Regions from separate parts of the Triticum aestivum genome. Here region 1 is linked to region 2. Evidence: chromatin contacts called from public Hi-C data. All regions are on one chromosome and are shown on one strand. The core of a region is the stretch at or near the end of the contact, and the rest is flanking DNA. Distances in the headings are between cores, read along the strand shown.

Region 1 (5,734 bases), core at 79-2,578, 450 kb after region 2:
TGACGACTTCCAGATTTGCCGCCACCAATTTGTACTCGGTCGTTCCCGTGACGAGGACGCGACCGTTGCTGTCGAGGGAAGACTTGGGGGATGTATCCTGGACGTGAGGTGGCGTGTTGGTGCTGGTCGCCGTAGGGATGTTGACGGAGGAGTCCAAGACGGTGGAGTGTGCAGATGTAGCAATATTACCCGCCATGAAGGCAGCTGGCGTTGTCGTGCTCGTTGGTGGTGAGGTTTGGGCCGGCAACACGTCAGGCATTGCGTTCCACATCTGCAGACGACAGCATCGGAAGTAGATGCAGCGGCCATCCCAGTATGTCGCCGCGTGTGCCGAACAAAACCGCACATCCGCCGCCACACATGGTTGTCCATCCTCTGATATTGTTGGGGGATACACCACCAACTGCTCAATACCGAAGTGATCGAAGAGGGAATACATCACATTAACGGTGGTTGGGTAAATTGCTTGCTCCACCACCATGCTGAGAACTTGATCTGAGGACATTTGGTGGCTAGACATTTTTCCGAACAGGAAGAAGGCGAAAGTCTGGTGGACTGGCTCTGATGCCAGATGTTAGAGTACTGATGTGGATTCACTCCTCACGAACACCAATTCGAGCTACAGGAACATATACAAGAAGAATTGCTCAAGAGCAAGGAGGAAGAAGCCAGAGGTAGGAGGAGAAGAGGAAGTCGCCGTGCCGATAGCCGTGATCCACTAGATGGTCTCGACGTCGCCTCCTCCCAGGCTCTTATCGCCCTGGTGGTTCCGGAACGGGCCAGACCCCCCAAGCACGTGATGGTAGGAGGGCTCCTAACAAGTGGGGTCTACCTATGGCTGCCTCCGTTGAGTGAGTAAAAATATAAATGGTAGTTTCAATACTTTAAGTATAAATTAAGACATGGGGCAGCATCAAGCTGATGCCTTCATTGCTCATGCCCTCAGGATCTCAACTTTGGTATATTTCTTTATACTAGTAAATGCGCACGTGCAATGCACGTTAATATTTAGGCAATGTATTAATTGCACGCGGATATTAGGTATGCTATTATTCGTGTGTTAATTCTATGATTAGTGCAATATTTGATATGATATTAATTGCACGTTAAACATGTTGAACGCTCGCCATTGGAGCAATCTAAGTCGTTTGATTGACTTAGTTTGATGGTCGAGATCAGTTGGATCTGCCCTTTTGGATCTTTTTATATTGATATAGATATAGATAGATATATATGAATAAAAAGCCGCAGAAAAGGTTTTAAAATTCTTCCGTGCCTCTGGCCCAAGCAGGCCGTCGCAGCCCACAAATCGCCAGGACCGGTTCAGGGATGCAGACAAACGAATCTGGGAATCTCGTATATTATCCCCGACGTGCTCCGCGTCCACGGCGCTGCCAAAGTCACACGAACTCTCTCACGTCACACACGCCTCCTCCTCCTCGCAGCCACTGGGAGAGCCCGCGGAAGCACAGAGCGGGAGGAGGGATCGCGAGATGGAGTGCAAGGATGTCGGGATCCTCGCCATGGACATGTATTTCCCTCCCACCTGCGTCCAGCAGGTGAGGTTCTCCACCAGAGCTGCTGTTCCCGCCGCCCCCGCTCGATTTGTCGCCGTCGTGTCACGCTGCGTGCTGCGAACGTGGCTGATCTGACGCTCCGAGCATCTCCGCGTCGAGATTACGGATGATTTGGTATTTTGGGTTAGTTTCCGGGGAATTGCCGCCGGGGTTTTAGCCAGACGTGTGGGATTTCGGGTTTAGGAAGTACTCCGTAGTTGAGATCGCCACGATGGAATTGTTTCCGGAAACTGAAAGCATGATTCGGAGGTGCCATCTCGGTGCGAATTTGTGGATCACGGGTGGTGAATTTATTTGTTTACTCGAGGAATATTTGAATCATTAGTTTCACTCTGTTATACCTGCTGTCAGATGCTGCATCTGCCTTGTACAGTATTTCGTATCTCACAGAGCGAGCAAATGGTTATCTGATGTGGCTTTGGAGAGGAACTGGAGCGGCTGTGCGCAACTAATACATGGATAATTTGCTGTGTCCGTTCAATGCTGTTGTACTCAGAGTTGAATGCTGATGCGTTGAACTACTGGTTGCAGGAAGCGCTGGAGGTTCATGACGGAGCCAGCAAGGGGAAGTACACAATTGGTCTTGGGCAAGATTGCATGGCCTTCTGCAGCGAGGTAGAAGATGTCATCTCGATGAGGTATATTTTGTCACATTGGAAAAAATTGCTGCCTTGTCCGTTACCTTCTTTTACTGGGATTGAACTTCTTGATGAGTAGAATTTACTAATCAATTTTATCAAATACGTATATCTATTTAGTGCAATACTCTATTCGGTATGTGAATGCTCAAGTTGGAAAGTTGTTTCAGCTTGACAGTTGTCAAATCCCTGCTGGAAAAGTACCATATAGATCCGAAGCTAATTGGCCGCCTGGAGGTTGGCAGTGAGACAGTGATAGACAAAAGTAAATCCATCAAAACGTGGCTGATGCAGATTTTTGAGGTAAATCATGGAATTAGGATCCAACATATATTCCCTCTAAACCTGGATCTTGATGAATTCACAGTTTTCACTTCATTTAGTTGTTTGTTAGTTCAGTTTCAGTCTCACTCAATGTCGCTATTGTTAACATTTGTCACAAATACAGGAAAGTGGTAATACTGACATTGAAGGAGTTGACTCAAGCAACGCATGTTATGGTGGGACAGCTGCCCTGTTGAATTGTGTGAACTGGGTTGAAAGTCGATGCTGGGATGGACGCTACGGCCTTGTGGTCTGCACAGATAGCGCAGTTAGTCAGCCAATATCACCATATAATTTTTGCACTAAGTCGATTCAGTTTCTCTCCCTTTTGTCTCTGTGCAGCACTCATTTGATGTCCCATATTATGTTCAGGTTTATGCAGAGGGACCAGCTCGGCCTACGGGTGGAGCTGCTGCAATTGCTATGCTTATTGGTCCAAATGCACCTATTTCTTTCGAAAGTAAATATAGAGCTTCTCACATGGCTCATGTTTACGATTTCTACAAGCCTGATCTTGCAAGTGAATATCCGGTTAGGATTCTATCACTTGTTTTTGTTTGTTTGTTTGTTTTAGGCATGTAAACAAACTCTCAACTAGATATACTTTTTGTCTCTTTCATAGTATTATATCCACACTTCTGTTCCTCGGTTATTGTAGGTTGTTGATGGGAAACTATCTCAAACATGCTACCTGATGGCTCTGGATTCGTGCTATAGACAGTATTGTGCCAAGTGAGTTAACTGCCATAATTTACCCACTCAACTGCAGTACTAGCATTTTGTTCTTCTCAAGCAATAACATCACACTATGATCACGAAATCAGGTATGAGAAGCTAGTGGGAGAAAAGTTCTCGATTTCGGACGCAGATTATTGTGTGTTTCATTCTCCATATAACAAGGTATGATGACTGCACACTGCCATGGAGATGTATAAGATTTTGCAGTCTTTTAATTCTCCCAATTCTGTTCTCTAACCTCTGGGGAATACAGACATTGACTCCTCACTTTGTTACTATCACAGCTTGTACAGAAGAGTTTTGCTCGACTTTACTTCAACGATTTCATGCGCAATTGCAGGTCTGCGGTTCCTCCCTTTAAATACATGCTCCTTTTGCTTCTTAAGCTTTTAATATGTGGACCAAATAATATTCTGAATTTGTAAAAAGACCTCCACCCTTTGCCGGGTTATACGATACACATTCGACACTCTTAGTCTTGGCCCCTAGATGAAGGAACTTATTTGTTTTTGTTTTCTTTGATGTCAGTTCGGTTGATAATGATGCTAAAGAAAAGCTTCAGCCTTTTGCAAACCTGACTAGCGAAGAAAGCTACCAAAGTCGTGACTTGGAAAAGGTTATTCCTCGTTAGGTGGATAATAGTTCTTACAATGCTTAATTTCTTCGCTGATGTGACCATTAAGTCTTCTACTACTGAACTTTCAGGGCTCTCAACAACTTGCAAAGCATTTGTATGACATCAAAGTTCAACCGTCAACGTTGCTTCCAAAACAAATTGGTAACATGTATACTGCATCTCTGTATGCTGCATTGGCATCTGTAATCTACAACAAGCATGCTAGTCTGGTGAGGTTTTGGTTTTATGCCTCTATCTTATATTTGTATGCCTTTGTATCTCCTGTTCATTCCTTGTAGTTAACTTCCATTTCTTATGCAGAGCGGCCAACGAATTGTCATGTTCTCTTACGGCAGTGGCTTGACATCCACTATGTTTTCATTCAAACTAAATGAGGGTCAGCATCCCTTTAGTTTAACAAATATTGCTTCTGTGCTTGATGTGACGGCAAAGCTTGAGTCAAGACATGTGGTATGGTCTTTCATTCTCACAACCCTCAGCCAGTCTGTTGTAGATAGAAAGCGGATCTTGTCATATACTCAATCCGTCCCATAATATAAGAGTGATTTTGACACTACACTAGTGTCAAAAACGCTCTTATATTATGGGGTGGAGGGAGTATTTTACAGCCATTTGTCATACCAATGTGGTATGGTTTACCATACATGGCTTTCGAATTTGTTACCAAGTATTTTGGAGAATAACCTTTTGAGGTTTCATACCAAATTATAGTTTATTAAAGAAAAGGAATCATAGTGTATTTGTAGTCCGTACTATGGACAAGCTCTGAACCTGAAAAGCACACAAAACTGAATTCTGTATGTGATTACTCAGAAAACTTGCCCCGGTCACTATGGTGATATGAGCTTTATTCATCAAGGAAATCAGGGTCTTTGCTAAACTTATTCTAAACAATTTTGGAATTTACTTAGTTCTACAATTGTACTAGAGAATAGCCTTTCTTGAAGATAGCTACATACCATTAATTGAGTCACCACTGTCCATAGTAGATTGAACTGCTGTTTGTATTAGATTCTGCGTTGCTAGGATCTGCATGGCAACAACCATTTGCCCTAGGAATGCCCCCCCCCCCCCCCCCCCCCCCCTTAATTTCGCCAGAGCAAGCTGACATGTTCCTTTACATGTTTTCAGACTTCACCTGAGAAGTTCATCGACACACTGAAGCTGATGGAGCACCGATATGGAGCAAAAGATTTTGAAACAAGCAAGGACATAAGCTTGTTGCCACCAGGAACATTCTACCTTACAAAAGTTGATTCAATGTACAGGAGGTTCTACGAAAAGAAAACCGATAGCATTGTTGACGGCAAAATCAAGTGCAGCAATGGCATTGCAAATGGTCACTAGTGGCATATCATCAGATACTGTTAGTTCACCTTGCATTTTATTAGCCATCATCAGTACAATTTGTTGTATTTATCTCTAGAATTCCCAGTTTAGCTCGGTTTCAAATAAGCCATTATTCTCTAAAGTTGTTTCCCCCACACTCTTCAGCTTATTTTTTGTGTTGAGCTGAACTGAAACCTTCGTGTAGTACAAGCATTCTTGTTTTCCTCTAGCTTGCTACCTTTGCCTTTGATTTAATTGTTTTGTTGCTAGTGACCACTTACTGTTCTGTGATATTATCAATGAATTGTGGCAGTAGGCATTGAGCACTATTGTATCCTGTGTTTTACTGAGCACTTGTATTCTATGTCTAAGAGCAATTCTAGCAGAGTTGCCATATGAACAATTGCCATAATGCATATGGAGCGAGCTTCATATGGATTTGAAGGCTGTGGCGGCTGTGCGCAAAAGTCGTTGTAATGTAGGCTCCATAT
Region 2 (5,142 bases), core at 2,138-4,637:
CAATGTAAAAAATGCAATATAATGTAGTATATTATTGTACTAAAGATCAATTTCCTCTGGACATATTATTCTGAAATAGAATAGTTAACAGAATATAGCACCATTTTCAAGCTGATACTAACTTGTAGTTGGATCGCACTACAAGAGACGTGTCCGTCCAGGACAGCAGCAAGCTTTTGCAGGCATTAATTAGCTAGTAGTTTGGCTCTTACGTTTGCAGCCTGAATTGTGTTAGGAAACTTGTGGTTGCAAGTTGCAACTTCTTTATAAGGAGAGGATCGTAATCAATGAAAAGGCAAGCAATAGGGTTATCATCTGTCTACTACCTCGTGCTTCTCTCCTACGCCAGCACCCCTCTCCTATGTGCATGCTATTCTAGACACCACTGCATCTACCGCGGCTAGCTGGCGGTGAGGCTACAAGCTAAAGCAGCCTGTTCACCACAACTATCTCCTGAGATCTTGTACTGGTCATGATAATTCCAGTTACGGAACCAACCAAAGTTTGACCAGTATTTTGGAAGACTTTTGGAAATCATCAATGTAACTCAAAATTTCTCCATGATTTGTATGGTTATTGATTGAAGGTCAAGGAGATTTAGGGGCAACCGACATAATTATGGTACCAAAAAATACTCTAGTGGAGCATTGTTCTCATCTCTGACTAATACAATGGAAAATAATAAGGACTTAAGGAGGTTGGAACTATAGATCTATGTCAATGTAATTCCATTTTTACAAGTCCCAACGAGGATGCCCGATTACAGGAGTGCAGAATACAGTTATAAAGCCCTATGTCAATGTAATTCCAGTTTTACAAGCCGGGGCAGCCTTAGGTCATCTACTATATCACTAAGCTCCCTAGAATTGGAGGCCTCTCATTAAATTGAGGTCACCAATTTGAAATTGGGTCACTGATTTTGACCGAGTCAACAATCTCTCACTCAATTCTTTTAATTGAGAATGCTCTATAATTTTGGGCCTCTCTTATTCAAATGAGAAATTCAATATTGAATTTGGTTCATGATCTTGACTGGGTCAACAATTTTGAAATCAATCAAAAGCAACCGGTCTATAAAACCATACCAATCCCGCGCACCCTCACCAATTAGAAAAAAGAAGCGCCAACATTTGACACTGTAGCACCAATATAGTACATGCAGTCATCGACGCAGAAAAATTCTCCACATAAATATAAGTTGATTAGCAGACAAACAAAATCACACTACGGAAAGGCCCATCGAAACACCACATCATATGAATAAAAAAACACACACTCCATCATCTTTCCCACTAACCAAACCAAATACTCCATCTGTTTCAAAATATATGGTGTACTACTTCCGTCCTGGTTTATTGGTTCCCTACGTATTTTGTGCCAAATTTTGAACTTAGATTTAACTAACAAAATGTTAATGCATGTCACCAAAAATAGCATCATTGAAACCTATGTACAAATATGAATCCAAGGATATAATTTTTGGTCACATGCATTCATATTTCGTTAGTTAAATGTACGGTCAAAGTTTTACACAAAATACAAAGGGAACCAATAAAACAGGACGGAGGTAGTATTCATTTATGGAAAAGTCAAATTCTTTTAACTTTGACCAAGTTCAGAGCCAAAAATATCAACATCCACAATAGTACTACAACAACAACAACAAAGCCTTTAGTCCCAAACAAGTTGGGGTAGGCTAGAGGTGAAACCCGTAAGATCTCGCAACCAACTCATGGCTCTGGCACATGGATAGCAAGCTTCCACGCACCCCTGTCCATAGCTAGCTCTTTGGTGATACTCCAATCCTTCAGGTCTCTCTTAACGGACTCCTCCCATGTCAAATTCGGTCTACCCCGCCCTCTCTTGACATTCTCCGCACGCTTTAGCCGTCCACTATGCACCGGAGCTTCTGGAGGCCTGCGCTGAATATGCCCAAACCATCTCAGACGATGTTGGACAAGCTTCTCTTCAATTGGTGCTACCCCAACTCTATCTCGTATATCATCATTCCGGACTCGATCCTTCCTCGTGTGGCCACACATCCATCTCAACATACGCATCTCCGCCACACCTAACTGTTGAACATGTCACCTTTTAGTCGGCCAACACTCAGCGCCACTCAACATCCACAATAGTACTAAGTAAATGAAATATGAAAATTCATTTCATGATGAATCTAAAAATCTGATTTGATATTATGGATATTGATATATTTCCACACAAATGTGGTTAAACTTAAAGAGGCTTGACATTTCAAAAAAACTAATACACCTTATATTTTGAAATAGATGGAGTAAAAAAATTATGAAAACCCAATGACATCAATGACGCAGCAAAGCGCGCCCAACTCTTCTAGTATATATATAAAGCAAAATATATCCTACCAGACCGCAGCACTAAATTGATACGTCAACAGAACAGAACAAAACTTGTTTACCCTGCTGATACAATTAATTGTTAATCTCGGTAGTTGGCGCATACCATGATCCATTGCTCTAGCTTTTGCATGTAACCTTCTGCGTTTTCATTCAAAGCATCAAGAGCAAACTTGTCTACCTGAAAAAGCATAGTGCCATAAGATTGAGCAAATTCCAGGTTGAGAGAGTACATCCGGGTGGTCGAGACACTTGCCTTTTCAAGCTGCAGCTTGTTGGGATGCTCAGGAAATTTCTTGGACAAGGTGATGCAAATTTTCGGGAAATTCGGCATAACACCAGCTTTCCAAAATGCCTCCGAGAATGTGTGCGTGTTTGGATCTGGGTAGTCCAGGATGCTGTTGAGCCTGTACATCTTGGCCAGCAGCCCTTCCGCGACCTTGGAGAGCTGAACCACTGGCTCCATCTGAAGGTGCCTCTGGCCACTCGATGAGGGCTGAGGCCCGTCAACGCCCATGGTCCTCCAGCTTGCTGACGCCGAGGGAGAAGACTCCTCGGCGGTCAGGTATTCCGACCACCGGGGCACGCTGTCCACCTCCTTGGATTTGAACGAAACGTGCGCCATCTCCTGTTGGGAGGGCAATTGCCGGTCCGCCGCGCCTGCCACCGAGCTTTCTGCCCAACTGACTCCGATTACCAAAACCTTGTCATGAATTATGCATTTTCCTTTAGGAGATCCAGGCTCCAACGAATCCGTTGGAAGAGCAAGCGAGCGAGCTCACCTGGCAGACGCACGCCTGTACGGAGGCCGGTGGCTTGCTCAGTGGAGCAGAGATCTCGCCGCCATTGCGAAGAAGCAGCTCCGTCGCTCTCGGATGGCTCTCCTCTGCTTCTCCTGAATGGGGGAGCAGTACGAGCAGTACAGCGACCTTACCCTTCTTTTACCCTTTTTTTTTATGCTTCGTCTTTACTCCTACGCATGACTCGAAGGACCGTGGGCCCGAAGTTCTTGACTGCGTTTGGTGAGCGGCAGGGGGCATGACAAAAGGCCCGGATCTGGCCTGTAGCAGAGGATAATTTCAACCTCGCCGGTCCACAAACCCAAACCCAAACCCTCTTCCTTTGAATTTCTTCACTTTGACATTCAAAGCACTGGGCAGAAATCACATTGTATCAGCATCCGCAAGGACCATAGCAATGCTTTGTTTTAATTAAACAGTTGGATTCCCCTTGTCCACCAGTTTTGAGTCGACTGTTCCATGCTCGGGGAAAGCCCCCGAAGGGGCGATTCCCGATCCGTCCCCCCATCGGCACGCGGCGACCCGCTCTCGCCGCGTGAGCAGCTCGAGCAATCCGCCGACAGCCAACGGGTTCGGGGCCGGGACCCCCGAGCCCAGTCCTCAGAGCCAATCATTTTCCCGAAGTTACGGATCCGTTTTGCCGACTTCCCTTGCCTACATTGTTTCATTGGTCAGAGGGTGTTCACCTTGGAGATTTGATGCGGTTATGAGTATGACCGGGCGTGAACGGTACTAGTTCCCCTAGGGTTCCACCTATCCTCTGGCGATCGTGCCGGAGTCCACGTAAATTCTCCCCGGCCGCCGGTCTTCTCTGGCCGTCGGTGAGTTCTACCTTCTCCCGTCGTGTGTGCGCGCGTGCATGGCGGAACCAACGATCCAGGTGCAAGGAGGGAAGGAAGGAACGATAGCGGAGGCAGTAGCGATGGCGACGGCGGACCGGCCGAGCGGATCAGGGCTGGCGAAGGGGGTGAGGAAGAGGCTAGGAGGAAGGGGAGGCAGGATCAAAGCTCACAGGACGTGCGGAATCAATTTGAGGGGTACGAGGAGGAGTATGGCGATTACCATGGCCTCGAACCAGATCTGGAGGACCAATTCGCGAGGATGAAACTACATTGTAGGGAGGAGAAAGAGCTTGATTTCTCGGAGGAAGTGGATGAACTCATAAAGGATGTGCACTGGCTGGCTCTCTTTCGTGTACACACCACGAAACCTTTTAGTCATGCTGCACTTATGTCACAGATGCGTAATGCTTGGGTGGCGGCACAGTGGGGTTACCTTCAATGTCAAAGGCCCTAACTTATTTTTAGTTCAATGTCATTGCTTGGGAGATTGGAGGAAGATTATGGATGGAGGGCCATGGCTGTTTAGGAGGGCTCTGGTGGTGCTCCAAGAATACGACGGGTTTTCAGATGTCAAGGGATATAGACTAAACAAGATCCCGGTTTGGGCTAGAGTGAAGGGACTGCCTGATGGCCTTACGAGGAAGAGAGAGATGGCGGAGAAAGTTGCTGCCAAGGTGGGTGATCCACCGTTCACTGTGATCATGAATGAGGGAAGAATCAACCCAGCTAGTACCCTCTGTGTTAGGGTTTATGTGGATGTCAACATCATGCTGGTCCGTTTTGTACCAATAACCTTGAAGGAGTATAAGAGGTACGGTGTCTACTATGAGAAGCTGCCAGATTTCTGTTTTGCATGTGGAAGAATGGGCCACCTAGCTCATGAGTGTGGTGACAGGGTGCATGACCCGAATACTTTTGAATGGGGGGAGTGGTTGCTTTGGGAGCCGGAGGGGCCAACAGTTCAAGGTTTAGGGGGCGAGGTAGAGGTGATGGAGGAGGCAAAGGTAGAGGGAGGGATGCTGTTAGAGGGGATAGAGGAGGTAGAGGAGGAAGGGTTCCGGTGGGTGGAAGAGGGAGAGGTGATTACAGTGAGGGGGCGTTTGCTGATGCACAGCGAACGAAGAG

What was found. Hi-C and Micro-C count contacts between places; a contact is called where the count stands out from the background.
Region 1: a contact with region 2 is called in a Hi-C map of leaf, with 5 times the contacts expected there. The contact joins the promoter of LOC123152308 here to the promoter of LOC123152294 in region 2. A contact is called at or near these places in 2 of 5 Hi-C or Micro-C datasets (both in leaf).

The regions. Positions count from the first base shown.
Region 1 is chr7A:277,974,040-277,979,773 of IWGSC CS RefSeq v2.1, forward strand. LOC123152308 (hydroxymethylglutaryl-CoA synthase) reads left to right here and starts at 1,329. Exons shown (of 12, transcript XM_044571884.1): 1 at 1,329-1,559; 2 at 2,109-2,215; 3 at 2,386-2,518; 4 at 2,664-2,807; 5 at 2,912-3,070; 6 at 3,198-3,271; 7 at 3,364-3,439; 8 at 3,562-3,617; 9 at 3,806-3,893; 10 at 3,983-4,123; 11 at 4,215-4,364; 12 at 5,046-5,593. The coding sequence starts at 1,494. The coding sequence ends at 5,261.
Region 2 is chr7A:277,524,724-277,529,865 of IWGSC CS RefSeq v2.1, forward strand. LOC123152294 (probable protein NAP1) reads right to left here and starts at 3,388. Exons shown (of 24, transcript XM_044571875.1): 1 at 3,158-3,388; 2 at 2,632-3,058; 3 at 2,482-2,556. The coding sequence starts at 3,000.